Regions from separate parts of the Ovis aries genome. Here region 2 is linked to region 1. The links are chromatin contacts, called in public Hi-C maps. All regions are on one chromosome and are shown on one strand. Each heading gives the region's core, a stretch centred on a gene start, on an enhancer-like site or on the middle of the called end of the contact. The rest is flanking DNA. Distances are from core to core; before and after follow the strand shown.

Evidence for each region. A called contact is a pair of places that touch in the nucleus more often than the background predicts.
Region 2: a Hi-C map of tail adipose tissue shows a contact between it and region 1, with 4 times the contacts expected there. The contact joins the promoter of LOC101104661 here to the promoter of LOC101103238 in region 1. A contact is called at or near these places in 3 of 16 Hi-C or Micro-C datasets (omental adipose tissue, skin fibroblasts and tail adipose tissue).

What each region holds. Positions count from the first base shown.
Region 1 is chr6:89,632,895-89,635,638 of ARS-UI_Ramb_v3.0, forward strand. LOC101103238 (C-X-C motif chemokine 6) reads left to right here and starts at 1,434. Exons shown (of 4, transcript XM_027971406.3): 1 at 1,434-1,613; 2 at 1,754-1,886; 3 at 2,014-2,097; 4 at 2,449-2,744. The coding sequence starts at 1,508. The coding sequence ends at 2,464. LOC121819875 (a long non-coding RNA gene) reads right to left here and starts at 1,297. Exons shown (of 5, transcript XR_009601064.1): 1 at 1,070-1,297.
Region 2 is chr6:89,811,372-89,814,115 of ARS-UI_Ramb_v3.0, forward strand. It overlaps LOC101104661 (growth-regulated protein homolog gamma), which reads left to right and starts at 1,345. Exons shown (of 4, transcript XM_012180145.4): 1 at 1,345-1,502; 2 at 1,594-1,717; 3 at 1,827-1,910. The coding sequence starts at 1,415. It overlaps LOC105615523 (a long non-coding RNA gene), which reads right to left and starts at 2,707. Exons shown (of 7, transcript XR_009601075.1): 1 at 2,492-2,707.

The sequences.
Region 1 (2,744 bases), core at 184-2,683:
ATGCCACATGGTGCAGCCAAAAACGAAAACAAGCAAAAAAGCTAACTGCTTCCACAGAGGAGATAAAAAGCTACCTCGCCCACAGCTTCAGGGAGCAGCTGTAGGCTCACTGGGACTAGAGCAGGATTGTGGAAACAGGCTTGGTCACACCACTGATTATGAAGCTGGATGGTTCCAGAAGCCTGTGTGTGTGAGTCATCCTCCCATCTCATGAAGTTAGCTGAGTGAAGTGAGTGGGTGCCATCTCACTGCCAAACTGATTCAGATCCCTAGAACCAAACTTCCAGATGAGCCCCTTAAACTCATCAGACTCCAGGGCTTCTCCAAACTGGGTCAATTACACATCTGGTTAGGTCTGGAGCCATACCAAGAGGATGGTCTCTGGGGCACTGCTGTAATCTGCACTCATCCCACCCCCAACCAAGACCACAGAGTCTTCCAATTCCACAGTGTACTGAACTGCTGAAAGCAAGGCATTTTTTCCCAGGGCAATTTGGTGGGTGATTTTTTGGATGATTTTTGTTAAACCACCTTGACATGCATGTTTGCAAAACTATGTATAAAATTCCCAGAAAGTGGACTTGCTTTTGCAGCCTATTCCTTCCACTGACTTCAAGTAGGAGTACAGATACTTTCATCATCTTATCTTGGCTTCTAACTGCTGGCTGAAGTCCAGAGAATTACAAACTAATCTGAGGAAGCTAGAATGGTTTGCCGGCAAGCAGGAGTGAAAGGTTTTTCAGTTTGGTGTAGTTTGAGACACAGCTTACATTAACTGAATAGTAATAATTATTACAGTTATAATAATAATTAGAAAAGGGTTCAGAAAATTTTCTAAAATCTAACCTGTCAGCTAAACTTCCCTGCAGGTTCAGTGGTTAAGACTCCATGCTGCCAAAGCAGGCTTGCGGTTGGATCCCTGATGCGGAACAAAGATACCGCATGTCCGCCCCACCACCCCCGCCCCCTCGCCCTGGGCAGAGCCAAATTAATTTTAAAAAAGAAAAAAGAAAGAAAAACAAAACAAAAACAACCCCTCTCCCCCTAAAGAACACTTCCAGTGGCTTACTTTGTGCCTTTCTGTTTAGATGAAGATGAGGGGCATCTCTGAAAAGACACCTGTCATCCTGGAGAAACTGGCTTTCGCTAGCCCGGGCTGGCCCGGGTGGACAAAATCTCCGCAGGATTGCTTCTTACTTCCAGCGAAAGCAGCATCCACTCCAGCCACCGCTGGGCGACCTAACAGATCCACCGCGGGCTGCTCCTCCCAACCACCCTCCTCAAACCCCGCTCCTCCAGCCCCCACTCCACCCGGCCCCCTCTCCCCGCCCCCCTTAGTTCAGGGAATTTCCCAAGCATCCTAAAGGTTGAGTTTCCTGCCTGGAGGAAGGGGCCAGGGCATATAAAAGGTATGCTGAAGACCCGAGGCAGTCACAAGCGCTCTGGAGCTTCGAATCCCGCGCCTTCTCCCTCCTTCGGAACCCTCCGCAGTCCTCTCTTCGCCACTATGAGACTGCTATCCAGCCGCGCCGCCCGCCTCTCCGGCCCCTCGGGCTCCCTGTGCGCGCTGCTCGCGCTGCTGCTGCTGACGCCGCCCGTGCCCCTCGCCAGCGGTGAGAGCGCGAGACCAGCCGAGCGCACCCGGCGGGTGGAGCGGAGCGGCGTCCCGGGCGTGGGGAAGTGTCCCAGGCGGGCGGACCGGGAAAGAGCTCTCCCAGCAACCTGCCCTATAACGGTGTCTCTCCTACCCCAGCTGGTCCTGTCGCGGCCGTTGTGAGAGAGCTGCGTTGTGTGTGTTTAACCACCACCCCGGGAATTCATCCCAAAATGGTCAGTGATCTGCAGGTGACCGCCGCGGGACCGCAGTGCTCCAAGGTGGAAGTGGTGTAAGTCCTAGTGCGCGGCGCTGTCCACCGTGACCTTTGCAAGAAGGAAGGTTTTCCCCCACCCCACCATCCCGCCTTAGTCTTCAGCCCCCACGTTCATGGGGGCATCTTCGTTTTCTCTCTGCAGAGCCACCTTGAAGAATGGAAGGGAAGTCTGTCTGGACCCAGAAGCTCCTTTGATCAAGAAGATCGTCCAGAAAATATTGGACAGGTATCTGTCACTTTGCTCTTTCTGGTTTCTTAATCTATCTTGGAGTGTGGATTTGTCAAAGTCCTTACCCTATGTCTGAGATTTGGCGACCACATTCCAGACCATGTTTAAAATAAAAAGGATGTTCCGGAGAAGGGAAAGTTATTCTCCAAAGTCCTGGGAAAACTCTTATCATGAATCTCAACATGAATTGCCTAAGAGGTTACACAGAACTCACTACTGAGATGTATTTTGTTTGTTAAGGACTCTACCGTCTGCTTTTTATTGATCCTAAACCCTGGTTTGAAAACAAGTTGGGGTAGACAGATGTGTGGAAATTTGGTTAAATTGATATAATTCTTTTTTCAACAGTGGAAAGAACAATTAAAAGAAAGGACCGTGCATTGGAAGAATTGCCCAGTTCTTCAGCAGAATTTTCTGGGGACCTCTGGACCCACTGAAGACAAGAAGCAAGAGCTCATTTTCTCCAATGAGTTAGGTTTCTGTATGAATTCCCCACTATGAAAGAGACAAAGGAAGAGGGAATCTATGCTTGTTCTTGCAGCTTTCTGCTCAGTTTATGTCCTGTTTAGCATAGTATTTTCTGCTCCTTATTTGCTGTTATTTTAACTGCTATGCTATTGAATTCTTTAAGAGTTGACTAAATT
Region 2 (2,744 bases), core at 95-2,594, 180 kb after region 1:
CACATTTCATATTCATAACAATTCTGTGAGGTAGACACTATCATTAGCTCGCTTTAACAGAGGAAGAGCAAGAACAGGGACAGATTAAATAAACTGCCCATGATCCCATGGTGGCAGGTAAATGTACAGTTGAGATTTCAGCCTTGACAGCCTGATTGACAAAATCCCTCTGTTCCTGAGGCAGACCCTCTTCCTCCACTCCCCAATCCTTCTCACAGCATCCACAGAACATCACACACATCCCCAAAGTCCTTACCTACTCTGGAGGGTCAACTTAGACCAACTACAGTTTAATCTAAAAAGGGATATTGAAACTGATGCTGCAAGTGAGAAGGCCTCAGTTACATAGAATTTGAAATGTAAGTACATTGATAGTTGATTCCCAGGAGGAATTAGTTCAAAGAAATAGGCAAATTCAAATAACATGGAGTGAAATGTATTAGTAATCTAGTATTTGTGTCCAAAGCCATATCTGCTGTTTAAAGTCAGGAATCTTAGGCACTCACTTTCTGATCTTAAGATCTTTTCTGCCCACAGACAGGCCTAGGAAAGGTGAAGGGACCTCCTGAGCCCAACTTGGCCCTTTATAATACCTTATATCTGCGGTGAGTGAAAACACAGCCTTCTGTGTAACAAAAAGTGGTGCTCTTGGAATCACTAAGTTCCAGAATTTCGAAGAGAGGACAGATAACAGATTACAACACAGTATCCTAAAATAAACAGGGAATCAACCCATTTAATAGTCAGGTCCCTGGCCCTCGCCCCCAGTTCATATCTCAAACAAAACAAAACAAAACAATGGCACTAGTGTGATTTATTTTTGATCCTAGAACATCAGGTATTAGACAAAGGTTCTTACATATAAACTGAGATGATATGTTATTTTAAAAAGTGCATTTATGTCAGGGATTCATAAAGTCTACAAAATGCAAATTAAAGAAAAAGGAAAGATAGACAAAACAAACAAACAAAGGCTGCCATTCTAGCCTCAACTCGTTCAATCTCCAAAATGGAAGTGTCTTTGAAAGAAATTAACTCCCCCCTAAACTGTGGTGCAGTCCCTATACTAGTCTGACAACGTCCGCTGACAACCAGGGGTGTCCGGGCGCCCACGGCACCCCTCTCGACCTTAGGTAGCCCCAGCCTGGCGGCCACTCATTCCCCACGTGGGGATTTGGGCACAAAGAGGACACCCCGCGTGCGTGGACTCCCCGGGAGGCAGGCGGGGCCAAGCCTTCCTTCCGGACCCGGGAATGACCCGCGCGTCCGGGAATTTCCCGGGCCCGGGGCTGCCAACTCCCGCCCCAACCATGGATAAAAGGGGTTCGCTAGGCTCCGAGAGCCACAGAGCCCGCTCAGCCAGCGCTCCCGCCAGCCTTCCCGCCGCAGACACAGACCCTCCGAGCTGAGACCCATGGCCCGAGCCGCGACCGCCGCTCCCCGCCTCCTCCGCGCCGCGATGCTGCTCCTGCTCCTGGTGGCCGCCGGCCGGCGCGCAGCAGGTGAGAACCGGAGCCCGGGATCCACTGGGCGGGACGGGGACGGGCGGGTACCCATGGGGGCAGCCCCTAACCCACTCTGTCCTTCCCGCAGGGGCGCCCGTGGTCAATGAACTGCGCTGCCATTGCCTGCAGACTTTGCAGGGGATTCACCTCAAGAACATCCAGAGCGTCAAGGTGACGCCCCCGGGCCCCCACTGCGGCCAAACCGAAGTCATGTAAGTAGAGCCATTGTTGTTGTTCTTATCACCCCGGCAGTCCGGATGCCCCAACCTAGACTTACAGCCCGACCTCCTGCCTCACGTGGATTCTCCCTTCTCTCTGCAGAGCCACTCTTAAGAATGGTCAGGAAGCTTGTCTCAACCCTGAAGCTCCCATGGTTAAGAAAATCATCAATAAGATGCTAAACAAGTAAGTCATGGATTTTATTCCTACTTGCAACTAGAGCCATTGCCCTCAAATACTGGCATCTACTTCCTGAAAATAGTATTTGATAAACCCACAGTTTAGTTGTAGGACTAAAAACCATTATTTCCCATTAAATTTGATCTGCTCTAGTGTCCGAAGGCTGTTTCCAGCTCCCTCTGTCCTGACCCTCCTCTCCATCCCCATTCAAATGAACCTGTATGTTCCTAAAAGATTAAGTAGGGCTCTCCTGGTGGCTCAGAAGGTAAAGAATTCACTTGCAATGCAGGCGACCCAGGTTCAACCCTTGGGTCAGGAAGATCCCCTGGAGAAGGGAATGGCTACCCACTCCAATCTTCTTGACTAGAGAATTCCATGGACAGAGGAGCCTGGTAGCCTACAGTCCATAGAGTCACAAAGAATCAGACACAACTGAGCGATTTTAAAAGACTAAGTAAATTTAACCAGAAATGGTAAAATGCTTCCAACCCATTAAAGAACAGATGTTGTTTACCTCCATTCCTCAATGGTTTCTACCTGAAAAATGGAGACCCGGGTTTCCGGCAACCAGGACCTCAGAAACTTACCAGTGAAGAGCAGGACTTTGCAGTGAAAGCTCCCTGAGTTCTAGGATGCCTGTGAAAGTTTTAAAATCTTTTTTAGCAGAAACCTTTTCTGAGTGCAAAGCTGGGCCAGGGTCTCCATGCAGAAGTCCCTCCAGCCTTGGGGCCTGTACAAGAAGAATAGCTTTCCTCAGCACCTGTAACCCTAACCCTTTTCTCATTGTAGGGGCAGCACCAACTGACCTAGAGGGAAGTAAGAAATTCACTGGTGACAGTT